2 separate regions of the Zea mays genome follow, and region 2 is linked to region 1. Evidence: chromatin contacts called from public Hi-C data. All regions are on one chromosome and are shown on one strand. The core of a region is the stretch at or near the end of the contact, and the rest is flanking DNA. Distances in the headings are between cores, read along the strand shown. Region 1 holds the start of LOC100285833 (vacuolar protein-sorting protein bro1). Region 2 has its middle 3.7 kb from the start of LOC100283933.

The links. A called contact is a pair of places that touch in the nucleus more often than the background predicts.
Region 2: a contact with region 1 is called in a Hi-C map of tassel, with 2.1 times the contacts expected there. The contact joins the enhancer-like site here to the promoter of LOC100285833 in region 1. A contact is called at or near these places in 5 of 25 Hi-C or Micro-C datasets (ear, leaf, root tip and 1 more).

Annotation. Positions count from the first base shown.
Region 1 is chr5:192,703,270-192,707,655 of Zm-B73-REFERENCE-NAM-5.0, forward strand. LOC100285833 (vacuolar protein-sorting protein bro1) reads right to left here and starts at 1,836. Exons shown (of 2, transcript NM_001158723.1): 1 at 1,137-1,836. The coding sequence starts at 1,739.
Region 2 is chr5:192,736,873-192,741,258 of Zm-B73-REFERENCE-NAM-5.0, forward strand. It overlaps the pseudogene LOC103628767. Among protein-coding and RNA genes, the nearest start is that of LOC100283933, 3.7 kb to the right of the region's middle. Within about 2 kb of position 1,874, at least 17 of the 20 cell types and tissues checked have an H3K27ac peak or open chromatin away from gene starts, as enhancers often do. A contact at or near this core is called in ear, root tip and tassel, where this site is marked.

The DNA of each region.
Region 1 (4,386 bases), core at 586-3,085:
ATAATCTGTCAAGGATAGCAAGGCTTCAACCTGTCAGGCCGTCATGATATGTAAACTAATGACTAAAATCTCACTTGGCTAGCCAACTTTTCCGATTCACTTTGTGTTATGTGTTGCAGTGATTAACGAGGTAAATATGCATCCAAGCGACAGAAAAAATGAGCAACATCGAACTTTAGAATCAACTGCAACCAGTACTGCAGGAAGAATGACAAAATCATTTAAGTATTAAAAAGATCAAATAACATTCATTTTCATTATAGAACAGTGTCACTCCTATAGAATTATACTCCCTCCCAGTCATAACGAGATCATATTTCAGACAGCAAAAAATAACTAACTACTCCTCCGTTCAAAATTATAGTTCACTTTAGCTTTGTATGAAGTCAAATTTCTCAATTTTCGTCCCAAGATTATAGAAAAATACATTAACAAACCTGGTCAAAAGTACATAATTTGTAAAGCTGGGAGTATGTATAAGTTAAATTTGCTGTTTGGGACATCATTGAATTGTGACTGGATGTACTATTGATTGATCCTTCTATTTGAACATGTTACCATGATTAAATAAAACGTACAAGTAGTCATAAGTGAGTGAATTTACATCTTTATAATAGGAATTCACGATCATTTGTGGAAGTAGATCTGGGAGTTACCAGAAATGGAACTGATTCATACGAGGGGCAATTAATTTAGACAATGCAATTGATATAAAGCACCAAACTAATGCCAATTTCCAAAGCATCAACTTACACCCTCTATTCCCTATCACCTCCCCATGGGTTCATTCAAAAGGGAACATGTGCATTTCGAATTCATATTTCTTGACCAACCTGGCAAATCTACTGGGGAGCATTCTTCAGTTCCCCATTTGATCAACACGAATAAATAACCCACTCCTACCATCTTTTTCAGTGTTTGCTCATAGCAAACATTTTCTCACCTTAAAGTACCCAAAACGATTTTCACCAAAATTGGATCAGCTAGTAGTCATAAACTGTTAAAAGTGCATTTGTGCATTTTGCAAAGAATGATCTCTGAAGTTGTGCAACGAGCAATGTGGTTAAAACCCCAACCGAGACATAACGAGAGGAATATACAGGAAGAGGGCAGGGCGTGCAGTCAGTAATTCTCACCTGCCTAGCCACTTTCGAGCACACTGTCTGTGATTTCCCTGCGTCGAGAGCGCGCTCGAAACAGCACTCCTGCGCCTGCGCGAGCATGAGCCTCTCCAGCATCGCCGAGGCCTGAGAACTCATATCCACCGTCGTCGCCTCTTCCTCTTCCATCATCTCCCCAACCGCACGGAACGCCCCCGCGGCGCGCTGAAACTCCCCGCACGCCGCCCTTACCCCTTCCTCCGTGGCGCGGCTCACGGTCGCCGCGATCCTCGAGGCGGCCGCGCCGACGTTGAACACGATGGCGGCCTTCTCCAAGCGGAGGGAGGCGGCTGTGTGCTTCAGGTGGGGGCGGAAGGCGTCGTGCCAGGTGATGTACAACGTCTCGTCGAAGGCGCAGGTGTCATTACGGGCGGAGGAGAGGAGGCGATGGTAACGGAGGAGGAGAGCGCGGCGGGAGGCGGGTGGCTGGGCCTGCGGGTTCGGGACCGCGACGGCGACACGGGCGGCACGGATGTCAGAGAAGGAGGCGGCGTCGAAGAAGTGGCGGTCGCCGAAGATTCCGGCGACGGCGGTCTTCTTTTCCTGGACGTAGAGGACGGGAGACGGCGGCCGCAACATGATTGGCCGGCGCAAGTGCGCAAGCGCAACGAACGCGTTAGACTCTTCGACGTGGACTTGTTCAGTTGAGAATTGTGAGATTCGTGTCAGTGCGTATCACCGGTCTGAATTAAGCTTTACGAGTTATATACCGGTGAAGGCCCAAATACGAGTACTGCATCTCCGACACAATATTTGGGCTTCGTCGTTTGCCCAGATGACAACTATCTGGGCTCAGATTTGGTATTACGTCCTGTTCGTTTCATATTATAATTTATCTAGATTATATTATAATCTAGCGTAAATAATGCAACGATTAAATAAATACTTAGACTATAGATCCAAATTATATAACTTAAAGCCTAGAATACGATAATCTTCATAATCTTTTCAAGAGTAGGTTATTTGAGATTATTTTTGGTAAAAACCCATTACCTATGGTTATGTTCATAAAATTTTACAATACCTGTTATTTTTCTTCTTTCCCCCAAATCACACGCACGTAGTGTATTGTTGCCATTGCCTTTGTGTCTCAATGATTAATAATAAGGGGGTTAAAATCATATGTGCAATGTGAGAGAAGGGTATAATCAAAATTAATCCTAAAAATACTTGAATTTTTTTAATTAATTGTGATTATACTCTTCTCCCACCCTGCAATTGTGATTTTACCCCTCGTTTTTATTTTTAATCACTAATTCTGAGTTTCACTAATACTGTTCAGGAGAGCGGCAAACAACGACTTCATTTTCAGAACAGAGAGGTAAAACCACAAAGGTGAAAAGCGAGAGATACAATCGTAATTGCAAGATCAGAGAAGAGTCACAATTGTCGAAAATAGTATTTAAAAATAGTGGAGAAAGCGGAACCATTAAAGACATATCCTAAAAATATATACATCAACAGTTCTTAAGGAGCTACAAATTCTTTAGATATGGATTTGACACCACATAAAGGCTTGTTCATTTTTGCGTTAGTCCAGGATGAAATTGAGTCGGATTAAATTTATAATAAGTCAAAATTTATCTCAATCTCACCCAATACACTCCAGTCTACATGAAATATCAATAACCGAACAAGACAAAAAGTTGTTTTGCCAATGACATACATATATTCCAGACCCAAAGCACACAACACACACGCACACACTGACGCTCATATTTGTGCAGTAGTACTAGTACACAATGCAGTACTTGCAAAAAACTTAAACATTCAACTAAAGATCAGAGGAGAGCATAAAACCCGTCTCCTCTTCCAAGCCTTTAGGGAGATCCCTTAAAGACAGAACACTACTCCATGCCGCTGTGCAACTGCAAACCATGCAACAAGGGACACATGCTTGAAATACCTAAATATCATGTCGGAATATCAACAAGGATGGCGGTTGAAACAGAGGCCATCCTTGTCCCAGCCTTAAAAATCCAGCTGGGATTCCTTATGCTGTTTCATCGGGAGAGAAAAAAAAAACAGTCAGAGGGAAAGGTCCAGATAAAATGGTGGTCCTTCGATGCCCCTGTTCGGTGAATGGTGATCGTGCTGCGAGACGCCACAAGCCGACTCTTAAAATCTGCAACTTGTGAGCATCCCGATTCCGGTGGATACTTCCTGCGCGTGAAGATCGTGTGCCATGTTCAGTCCTTCCACCTGTAGGTTGGACTGCGGGGAAGAGGAAGAGGGGGAGGAGAAGAAAGGGAAGCAGCGGAGGCCACGGCAGTCCCTGCCGCCGGTGTCGCCGGGGCTTCCGGCATGCTGGACACGTAGTCCATGCTGGCAGCCTCACTGGCGAAGCGAGACTGGAGGAAGAGGCCGTGGGCGTTGTCCATGTCGTAGTCCCACACGGAGCTGCCCGGGCCCCAGGCGCTGAACCACGCCTCCTCGGCCGGGCCCCACATGCCGCTCGACGCCACCGACGGCTGAAACATGACCGTGCTGCCGTCACCGCCATGGTGATCGGCCGATTGGAGCTGAGAATTCGGTTCGTGTTCCAAGTTGTTTGGCTGCTCTGCTTCCGGGAACAGAGGCTTCGCTTCGCTGTTGCACGGCTGCTCACCGTCATGCCGCTGAGCTTGCTTCGCGTGATTCTCGTCCGGCGTCGGCGGAGCAGACGACGAAGAGGAGGAGCAGGACACGGCTGCACTGGCACTGGTGCGGCCGCTCCCGCCGACGCGGCCCTTGCCAAGGAACAGGTCGGGGAAGTTGAGCTTGGCGTTCTCGCCACGGAGCTTGAAGGCCTCGCGGTCGTACGCCATGGCGGCGTCCTCGGCGGTGTCGAAGGTGCCGAGCCACAGGCGCGTGCGGTTGCGCGGGAGGCGGATCTCCGCCACCCACTTCCCCCAGTGGCGCTGCCGCACGCCGCGGTAGAGCTTGGGCGCGCGCAGCAGCTGCTGGTACAGCGCCGGCGGCACGGCCCCGGCCCCGGCCCCGGCGCGGAACCCCCGGGGGCTCAGGTTCAGCGCCTCGCTCCAGTAGCGCAGCAGCAGCATTTGCTGCTGCACCTCCGGCGGCGCCACGAGCTGCGGCGGGAACAGAGGAGCCGCGGCCGCCCCGAACTGTTGCTGTCTGCTTCCGAACGAAATCATCTGCTGGTGCTGCAAAGGCTGCTGCGGCGGCAGAGGCTGCTGGAACACGCTGCCGTACTGCAACAGCGGCAGGAGCCTTGGCGACGCAG
Region 2 (4,386 bases), core at 624-3,123, 34 kb after region 1:
GCGGGGCGCCGTGCCCAGGATGGTGCTGCGCGGTTGTGGTGGGAGGGGCATTCCATCGCGCGTGGGAGGGGACGCGGTTGTGGGCTAGCGCGAGATCCGCGGGGGGGCGAGATCCGCGGCGGATGCGGGGGACATGCGGGCGTGCGGAGGTTTCGCGCGGGGCTGGCGTGCGGTAGGCTTTAGGTAGGGCGGGGGCAGTCTACAGATGAGTCTTAATAGTTGTAGAGATTGAGTATAAGTTTCATTCAGACACAGAATCGAGTTCCGCCAAACTCCTGGAGGCTGGAGCACTATTGGTCGCCTGTTGGTCGTCTATGACCCTCAGCCTGAGGCCCATGTCCTAGAAATTTTTACCAATGGATGGTGCTCTTCATGAGAAAAAAAAAATGGAGCTTCTGATTCGACTAAGCATGGGAGCATGTGTATATGCTACGACCCTACTTCTAACGTCCTCGCGTCTGAATGATATTTTTTGGTGATGTCATTTAATATGATAGATGGTATGACGGTCATTATTGAAGATCACATGCATACTGAAGATCACAATTCGATACGTGTCATTATTCGATACTGAAGACGCTACAGCATTATAAAATATACACTGCTACACTGATAACCAACGACTACTATGTATCTAGTGACGTGGACTCTACTACCCGTTGCCGCGACATATTAGCCTCTGCAACAAGATATATGTACTGTTGCAACAAGGTGTTATCGTCGATGCCTAACACTGTGGTGTAACCGAAGCAGTGGCCACTGCGTATATAGGGATGAAAACAGACGAAAAAAACCCCTCTCCCGTCTCCGTATCCGCATTTTATCATCGGAAACGGGATCAGGTCCGGAATAGTCGGGAACGGAAGCGGGTACGGGATAAACGGAATTGCGAAAACGAACGGAAACATAAATACTGACGGAAACTCATAATTTAATACAAATAGAAATGTTATTGATGTTTGACTAGTGATTATTGGCAGAATAATAACATAAAACAAATAGATATAGATGCAACGTTCTATTGTTGTTTGGTTGCTAAATGTGTACATTTAGCTACATCCGATATTGTTTAAGACTTTAGATTACTTGTCATTTGAAAAGAGCTGGTGGTTACAATGGCCAATTGTGCTATAATTTGTCACCTAAATACACGAGAATTTAGTTTATATACTAATGCATATTAGGCTCGTCCCATATTTGTCAAATACGGAATAAATACGGGTTCAATCCGAAAAAACGAGATCCCGCAAAAACGGACGGAATAAGCCCTCTCCCGTTTCCGTCTCGTTTCCATATTTTTCCGTAAATACGAAATCAGTCAGATCAAATATAGAAAACAGTACGGGTCGAGACAGGATTTTTTCCATCCGTTTTCAACTCTATGCGTATATGACTTCATGATCATAACTTGTATTCATCACTTTGCCAATATAACATTCTGCATGGCAGAACTTATTTGCATTTTTTTATAAATATATTATTTTACGACAGCAAATTTTTCAACAGGCACGATGTTTTAAAGTCATTTTACGAATAACGTAACTTGTACACATACAAGTTTTGTACCCGTAACTTTTGAATGTATTAGCACAGTTTCATAGAAAGTTGCAAAGTTATACCTGTAGCTTTTGTGTATATTATCCTGTGAAACAAAACTTGTGACTATAATTTTTATAACAACTTTATGACAAGTTACCATGGCATCAATGGGCCAGCAATTCTGAGGATATTTGGCCCTGCGTGATACTGTATGCAACACCGTCACAGGCTCACAGCACCCATCTAGCTTGCGCGCACCACTTCCAGGGATTCGCTCGGAGGTGCGCGCCGGGAAGGGCCGCGCGCCAGATCTGGGACGTACCCTCCGCCGGGCCGGTGCTCTCGCTCGGGCGGTCGGGCCGGGGCCAGGCATGCATGCCATGCCACGCCGCGGACGCACGTACAGCTGCCTCGTTTCGTTGGGTCGCGCGGCGCATGCACCCCGCCACTGGCGGTTCGTACCGCCTGCGCCCTTGAAGGGCGGACAGCTAGCTGTGCCCGTGCCGATCGCCCGATGCCCCGATCTAGATTAGATGCGCAGCAATAATAATACTGCATGGGTTTAGGGTCATGGGCCATGACATCGGGTCATGGGCTGCTGGATGATGGGTGGGTGGTTAATGTTTCGGCGACGGTTGATAACTGCTACAGTAGTGCCATACGTACGTCCGGTCATTCTTTAACGTTTCCTATATGCTGTTTGTCAAAAGGAGAAGATATAGGGCGACATAATAGGAGCCGAGCGAGCGGGGTCCGGAGGGAGTTTATTGGATCTTCGGTATCCCGAACCAAGGGCTTCATAAAATTACTAGGTATATGCCCGTGCGTTGCAACGGGGGACACTTATACACGGATATGTCATTGTTGCGACGGTATACAAAGTATTCTAAAAAAAATAGTATACAATGATCACATAAAAGCAAATAACACATATGTTATCAACATCAATATCTTATAAATTATTTGCAAACAAGCAATAAAGTAAACTTATATAAATCAAATTATAATGTGAATACCACAAAAACAAAGTCTAAGAAGTGAGAACTTCTTTGTACACTTCAATTTTCATATATCTCATTCGATTTTTTGTTGTATATCACTAAAACAACAAAAGACAGGATGTTGTAGCCGTAGTTGACCAAGCTCCCTTGCTGGCATAGATGGGGCCTCCTCTCCTTTGATAAACCGTCGTTGCGCAGAAACGGGTCCCAGATCATTCAGGACTCCTATTTCCCACCACCGTCATCGTAGAGAACAACTATTCAATTAAAATCCAATTGTTTTTGTAAAGAAATAGAATGCAAAAGATATATCTATATTAAAAAATGAACATATCAAACATGTATAATAAACTTCCCAGCAAGTACAACTAAATCACATTTTAGGAAGAGGTTACTATATGCAAAAAAAACCTGAGTCAGAACAAAGTACAAAAAAGAATCACATTCTTTTGTAACTGAAAGCAGAAATTTCAAAGAAGCAAGAATGCAAGACATACCTTAGCCATCATTGTTTGCCCTCAAGACAATGAACACGTATTTAACAAGTGGAATCTGGGTAAGGGAGTAAATAATAAGCGAGAGCGCTCCTATAATTTGTTTTGTGCCTTCTATTTCATGAGAGAAAATGTTGAAGACATATAAAGGTGATGTGCCTAAGTCCCTAAACACCACCCAAGGCTTTGGAAAGCTAGTTGTAGCAGCACAAGTGTAGGGTAGGTCTGCATATGCAAAAGGAGAACCTGCATGCTATGAATTGAATCTGATGCAGGCGACCAACTCAGTTTACTCTATTTGAATCAGGCGACCAACTCATATGAATCTAATAGGAAACCTGCATGCTCCCACCAACTCATATATATATATATATATATATATATATATATATATATATATATATATATATATATATATATATATATATATATATTGGTTTAAGAGACCTGTCATCAGGAAATAGAGAATCAACATATTGGGCAGTGCTTGCTAAGGAAGATCTCCACAGAGCCAAGTGCCCATCTTAGAACTTGATGGAGACGATCAGTGAGATTGATAGGTGCAGATCCCTTGAATGCTGGTCTCTTGGGCATGCAGTACACAGATCGCCAACCATGGCAGTGCATCTTGAAGCCCGTGAGGATATCCTCAGTGACAGATCCATAAATCCAACCAACCTAGATATTTTCATCGAGTTAGCTAAAAGTATTCTTGGATGCTAGGTTGCAGTTTTCATTCTATTTCAAGGGCACAAACACAATTTGAAGAGTCTGATCTGGAAACTACATGGGAGAAGGAAAAACAAAGACAGGATGGGGCAAAGTTACCTCTTTCCCCCATTGTGTCTTATTCTCGTACCCACAACTTAGCACATGGATGCAATCATCAAGGCTTTTGAGCATGTCGAAGCGACAACCTTCACCATTATCTTGCAATGTTGAAGCCAAAAATGCATCTGACTGCCCAAATCTCTTCTCAAACTTTTCTCGAGGCACAGGAGGTGCAGTTTCTCTTCCTATTTATTTTGAGATATGCAGATCGGGCTCCATAATTACTTTGGGGAACATAAAAAAGAAAAGAGCAACAGAACCAAACTCACCAGCTACTTCGAGAGCATGCACTTGCTTGGACGCATTCCTGCATTTCACTTTCTTTTGGTGTTCTTGTTTTTTCTTAGCTTTGGAACATTTTCTTTTCGATCCACAACACAAGCAGCATGACTTTGGCCAGCAGTTACCCGTGTCGCCAGCTGCAAAGAACAAAAAAGAATTGTGTCGTCCTCCATTGCCCTCTTCTATGGAATGTCAGTCTCTTGAAATAGCGAATAGAAAGAACAAAAGAATTGAACTCA